Regions from separate parts of the Mus musculus genome. Here region 2 is linked to region 1. A link is a contact called in public promoter capture Hi-C data. All regions are on one chromosome and are shown on one strand. Each heading gives the region's core, a stretch centred on a gene start, on an enhancer-like site or on the middle of the called end of the contact. The rest is flanking DNA. Distances are from core to core; before and after follow the strand shown. Region 1 overlaps 1700037H04Rik (RIKEN cDNA 1700037H04 gene). Region 2 overlaps Rnf24 (ring finger protein 24).

What was found. Capture Hi-C pulls out chosen DNA fragments and counts their contacts.
Region 2: a promoter capture Hi-C map of adipose tissue shows a contact between it and region 1. The contact joins two enhancer-like sites. A contact is called at or near these places in 1 of 39 promoter capture datasets (pre-B cells), 2 of 115 datasets of contacts at active chromatin or transcription factors (bone marrow-derived macrophages and memory CD8 T cells) and 3 of 9 other capture datasets (adipose tissue, liver and pancreatic islet).

What each region holds. Positions count from the first base shown.
Region 1 is chr2:131,147,405-131,150,591 of GRCm38.p6, forward strand. 1700037H04Rik (RIKEN cDNA 1700037H04 gene) reads right to left here. Exons shown (of 6, transcript NM_026091.3): 4 at 752-890. Among named protein-coding and RNA genes, the nearest start is that of Gm14232, 8.3 kb to the right of the region's middle. Within about 2 kb of position 1,342, at least 16 of the 459 cell types and tissues checked have an H3K27ac peak or open chromatin away from gene starts, as enhancers often do. A contact at or near this core is called in adipose tissue, where this site is marked.
Region 2 is chr2:131,306,318-131,309,292 of GRCm38.p6, forward strand. It overlaps Rnf24 (ring finger protein 24), which reads right to left. Exons shown (of 6, transcript NM_178607.4): 3 at 2,158-2,200. Among named protein-coding and RNA genes, the nearest start is that of Mir103-2, 20 kb to the left of the region's middle. Within about 2 kb of position 1,379, at least 8 of the 459 cell types and tissues checked have an H3K27ac peak or open chromatin away from gene starts, as enhancers often do. A contact at or near this core is called in adipose tissue, where this site is marked.

The DNA.
Region 1 (3,187 bases), core at 92-2,591:
CTTAAGAAACTCCCCATCCTTTCAAATAAGGCCAATGTGCCCCTGGCCTGAGAACTCAGTGTGGCTCTAAAGGTGGAAGACAGGATCTAATTCATCCTTCTAAGGTCCCACTAGTGCCACACAAGATGGCAGGAAGGGGGTGATGGAGATCAAGGAGAGGCTGTCAGAGTGGGTTTTGAACAGATGGGGTGGAGAGAAAGGAACGTCCGCTAAACAGCAAGTGATTAGGAAGCAGAAGTGGGGATGTGGAATTGAAGCCAGTGCTCGGCTTCATACCCTTGAAACTGGCGCCCTAGTCTCCGTCAGGCTGGTGACCAGGAGTCGGGGCAGCACCAGGAGCCAGCCGGAGAAGCAGCATAGAACCCAATGCCTGGATGGAACGTTCTAGATATCAGCCACCCAAAGCGCCTACAGCTCCTGCCTTTTTATCCAGGAAGATGAGAGGGAAGGCTGGAAGCCCAAAGGCAGTTCCTCAGTGGCTCCCATCTCTGGGACATCTCCACTGAAGGTACCATCAGACAGTGAAGAGGTATGCAAACCTGGAGTGTATGTCAATGGAATGGATTTTCTGTCCAAAAATGGACGCCTGGGGCTGGAACTGCCATGCTCCCACACTGGAAACTCAAGGAGGTGCCAAGCCCCTGACTTTTACTGAGCAGCCTGATCACCCTAGCTAGGGAAAGGGCAAAGAAACACATGCTCTCCTCCCTCCTACTCCCAGCAGGCCCCCGCAGCCCAGGAGGGGACCTACCTTCAGAGGTGGGTGTGACGCTGAGCAGCTTGAGGTGCAAGCTGTGGACAGGGGTCTCACGGATGTCCTTGCTCAGTCTGCGCACTGGAGGCAGAGTGAAGGTAATCTCATACCTGTGCAGGATCTTCAGGAAGCCAACCTGCAGCAACAGGGGAGGAGGGAGAAGCACCTTCACTGGGGCTCCTCTAGGGCATCAGGGCGGCCGCCTGGGCTCCTGGTGGGCCCCAGCACCTGCCTCCCTGGAAGCCCAACGCTTGCTACTCTCCAGCTGTTCCAGGCCTTTCAACAATCCCTTCCCCTTAAGGCTCAAGGCCCAAGTGATTTCTGTTGTCCAGATACACTGCCTGGCAACCAATGCTGTCCCTGTGGGACAGGGGCCTTGGGAAATTTTTTGTGTGAAGGGTCACGCCCCAGTGTCTGTCTCAGAGACCCCATAGGCCTCAGTTTTATAGATAAGAATATGGAAGTCAGGAAGTGACTGCCTAGAGGTCACATTGTAAACAATAGAAAAGTCCTTCCTAGACCTCCTGGTCACTCCTGTCCTGTGTAGTACTCAGTAAGAAACCAGTCACAGCCAGGGAGGGGAAGCGTCACTCCAGCACCTATCCAGATCAAGCAGGCCAGGAAGGAATGCTGGTGACTTCATGACTTGATAGATGGCATGGGATTGAAGAGAAAACAGAACTGGAGAACTGGACATTAGGGTTTGGGGAATGGCTCAGTGGTAGACTATGTATTCAACACGTATGAGTCACTGGTTTTGATACCAAGAACCAACCAAACTAACTAACTACAACAACAACAAAAAAACCACTAAACTAGCTGTGGGAGCCCCCAGCAAGTCAAAAGCCAAATATTAACTAAACCTGTGATCCTGTCTGCCGACATGTGGTAATGGATGTGTGCCCACCTGCACACTCAGTGGTGCCATGTGATCAGTGACCTCTGCTCATGGCCCAAGTCATTTCTGTCATCCAGATACACTGCCTGGCAAACCGATGCTGTCCCTCTGGGACAGAGGCCTTGGGAACTTTTTGGTGTGAAGGGTCAGAATCTGAAATGCTTCTGAGAAGAGTGTCCTTCTGAAAGCTTTCTGAGGCAGGCGAGGTAGCTCTCGTCTACTCCCAGCATGGAGACCAAGGCAACAGGACTGCTACAGGTTGAAGAGCAGTGTGAGCTACCCAGTGAGCCGGGGCCAGAGCTCAGTTGGTAGAGTGCCTGTCTAGCATGCATGGCCCTGGGTTTGCTCCCATCACCAAATCAAATCAGGCCTAGTGGGCCATACCTGTAATCCCAGCACTCTGGAGGCAGGGGCAGAGGGATGGGAAGCCCAAGGTCATCCTTGGCTACACAGCCAGTTCAAGGACAGCTTGGAGTACATGAGACCCTGTCTTAAAAAAAGCAAAACAACACTTTAAAAAAAAAACAATTGGGTTTCTTTTTACTGGCTTACCACATGCTGTAGTGCTGTGCAGGTCAGATGATAATTTGCAGTAGCTGGCTCTATCCTCCCACCAAGTAGGTTCTGGGACCAAACTTAGGTAGCCAGGCTGGGCGAGTACCTTTACCTGCTAAGCCATGTCAATGGTCCTCAAAAGCTTATCAGGTCTACTGAGCGGGCACAGTGGGCGAAATGGTACTCACCACTGACTTGACAATTTGAATCTGGTCCTCAGAACCTACTCAAAAGAAGGGGTGGGCTGACTTTCGAAAGATGTCCACACCTCCATATGTATGCTATAGCACACGTCCCCCAAAATAAATAAATGTAAAAAGGCCGGGCAGTGGTGGTGCACGCCTTTAATCCCAGGACTCTGGGGGCAGAGGCAGGCGGATCTCTGAGTCCAAGGCCAGCCTGGTCTACAGAGTGAATTCCAGGATGGCCAAGGGATACATAGAGAAACCCTGTCTCTATAGTAGGTAGATTAGATAGATAGATAGATAGATAGATAGATAGATAGATAGATAGATAGATAGATAGATAGGGAGGAAGGAAGGAAGGAAGGAAGGAAGGAAGGAAAAGCTTTTTAAAAAAAAGCTTCCTAGGGGCTGGTAAGATGACTCAATGGATAGAGGTACTTGCCACACACACAGGCTTTGGACGTGAGGTCAGTCCAATGTGAAGTCCTGATTGCACACAGTGCTCCCTGACCTCCACATGCACGCTGTGGCACATGCAGAACAGTGCACACACAGTAATAATTTTAAAAGAAAATTTAAAGACCTTCTGGTTGTACTTGCAATACTGTGACCTGGGGTTCAGTTGTGACACTTGCCAGGGAAATACTCAGAGATGTGGAGGACAAAGCTTATCAGCACCCTGATTTATAAAAGAAATGGAAACACCCAGAACACAGAAGCAGCCACCACATATGCCAAATACCAGATGGGGGTGAAATCTCATTGAAAATTATTTCCTGGCAGGCTGGAAACAGT
Region 2 (2,975 bases), core at 129-2,628, 160 kb after region 1:
TTTTATTTTGGAAGTTTGATTATTATATGCCAATGTCCTCAGAAAATTTTTACCTAAATCTGTTTTGGGTGTGTGGTAACAAACATCAGCTGAAATGAACGGAACATTGAAAAAATTCTATCAAAAAATAAAAATTTCATAATACACATCATTAAAAAAATTTTGGAGGCTGGAGAGATTTCAGTTGTTAAGAACACTGACTTCCTTTTCAGAGGACCCAGGTTCAATTCTCAGCACCCACATGGCAGCTCACACCCTCTGTAACTCCAGTCTCAGAGGATCTGACTCTCTCATGCCTTCTTTAGGCCTAAGGACACCAGGCAAACACACAGTGTGCCGACAAACATGCAGGGAAAACACCTGTACATGTAAAATATTTTTTAAAAAATTTTAAGATTAATTTATTTTATGTATATAAGTATACTGTAGCTGTCTTCAGACACACCTGAAGAGGGCATTGGATCCCATTATAAATGGTTGTGAGCCACCCTGTGGTTGTTGGGAATTGAACTCAAGACCTCTAGAAGAGCTCTTAACCACTGTGCCATCTCTTCACAGCCTCTACTTATGTTTATCTTTTTTTTTTTGTTTTTGTTTTTGTTTTTCGACAGGGTTTCTCTATATAGCCCTGGCTGTCCTGGAACTCACTCTGTAGACCAGGCTGGCCTCGAACTCAGAAATCAGCCTGCCTCTGCCCAGCTTATGTTTATCTTAAAGGGGAAAATCAGAGAAGTTAAATTTGGTTAAAATGTTTAAATTCTAGATGTTTAACATTCAAATAGAAAATGATTTAAGGGGGCTGGAGAGATGGCTCAGCAGTTAAGAGCACTGACTGTTCTACTAGAGGTTCTGAGTTCAACTCCCAGCACCCACGTGGTGGCTCACAACCATCTGTAATGGGATCTGGGGGACAGTATATCACATACATAAAATAAATAAATAAATCTTTAGGAAAGATTTAAGGGAAATCGCATTTTCATAAATCACAAAGCAAGCTGCTGTCCACCCAGAGGATGATGTGCTAAAATCTTACGCATCTCAGGACTAGGTTACCTTTCACCTCACCTCACCTCACCTCACCTCACCTCACCTCACCTCACCTCACCTCACCTCACCTCACCAGTTCTCCGTGAATTCTACCTATTAAATGACCATCAAGGCCAGTTTTACTCTATAGTTAACTTATACCCAAACGTCTTGTAGATACTTAAGATTATGACAGGACTGAGACAGGCGACTTATTCATTTAGAAACTTCAGCATTCATCTGTGCTAGGCCCACATGGCAGACGCCAGAGGCCACAGTAGTCATGCACGGTGCACAATGAGTTCCCCTCAAACACTTCCACACAGTCAAACAGAAGGACACACAACTCTAAAATGTGACCTCAGAGTCAGCAGAGCCAAAGAAGCCACCTCTCTTACTGTCTCAGAGAAGCTAAGGACATCAACAATGTCATGTTTGGGGCCAAAATTAAGGGAAATCTAGGACCACTATTTGATTATGTTAGCAGTAAAATATTAATAGATGATACATGGAAGTATAAACTACTGTTTTTGCTTCAAGAAAAGGTAGCGTCTATCAGCATGGCAACACAGGCCTGTTAGCACTTGGAAGGCCGTGATGGGGATTGCATCATGTTCAGACCAGCCTGGACTACAAAATAGGTCCCAGGTCAACCCTGGGCATTTAGTAAGATCCTGCTTAAAACAACAAAACATGCCAACACCAACAAAGCAAGCTGGGGTGATCAAAAACATGTGGGTGAAAGGCTGCTGACCCAAGGGCAAGAGTGAACACAGGAACACAGCTGGCTCCTCTGGGCAGCCCCTATTGTTCATAAAAGAGGAGACCCACACAGTGGGATATGCACTCCATTAAGTCAGTGGTGACTTGAAGTGTTACAGATGACAACATTTTTCTTCGACAAATACTGGCTGAAATTCCGTCATCTTATCCTATCACCTAAATTTTCTATAGCTTCAAATAAAAGATCACATTAGAAAATCAAATTGCTCTATTCTGTGGTATAAACTGACAAAGGAAAAGCGAAGATGAACCCATAGTAAGAGAATTCCAGCCTAAACTATGAATGGAACTCAGTCTCAAAGTTTATTGAAAAGCACAGTAAAAGCTACTTGTAATTCAATTTCTCACCTGTTTGTAGGCATAAAATTCTTTGTGTGCTTGATGTCTCAGCCTAAAAGACACAAATGAATGGTGAGATATTGAGATTTTGGAGAGAGTTCCCACTGAACCATGGGATAGTACCCACTCTTAAGTTCTAGAGAAATCTCATTGAAATAAGAATCTCAATACATCAAACATTGTAATGAAGATAAAGATTTTTCATGTTAAGCAAAGTCTTAGTTCAATAGTTAATTTGTCTCATTCTTCTTAATTAAAAAAATTAATACACAAATTCAATAAAGTGCAAAAAACTAAGTACATAGTTCAGAAATGTAAAAAATGCATCTGCAGGAATAATTCTCATCTACATCAAGATATAGGTTCTTCCGAGGATCCCTGAAGCTTCTAAGTGACCTTTCCCAGTCAGTGTCCACCCTTAGAACTGCCCAATTGGCCAAATGTAGGTTAGCTGTGCTTGCTTTAAGATTCACATCCATGGGTCGCTTGGTGCATTCTCCTTTGTATTTGGTTTCTTCCAATCCAGAGTCCCTAACGGATATTCTTTTTGTATCCAGTTTCAGAAATGTCTGCTTAGCCAAAGATTAAGAGGATAATTCTCTCCCGAAAAACCAAAAATGAATGAATGAATGAATGAATGAATAAAGGATAATTCTCCTGAAGTCAATGTCTGGAGACAAACATGATATCCCAGCACTTGGAGACAGTGGTAAAGGGATCAAAAGTTTAAGGTCATTCTTGGCTACAGAGAATTTGAGGCCAGCCTGGGCTACATAAGACAGTCTCAAGACAATGCCCCACATTCTGAAAAATCACGTTTTATTTTA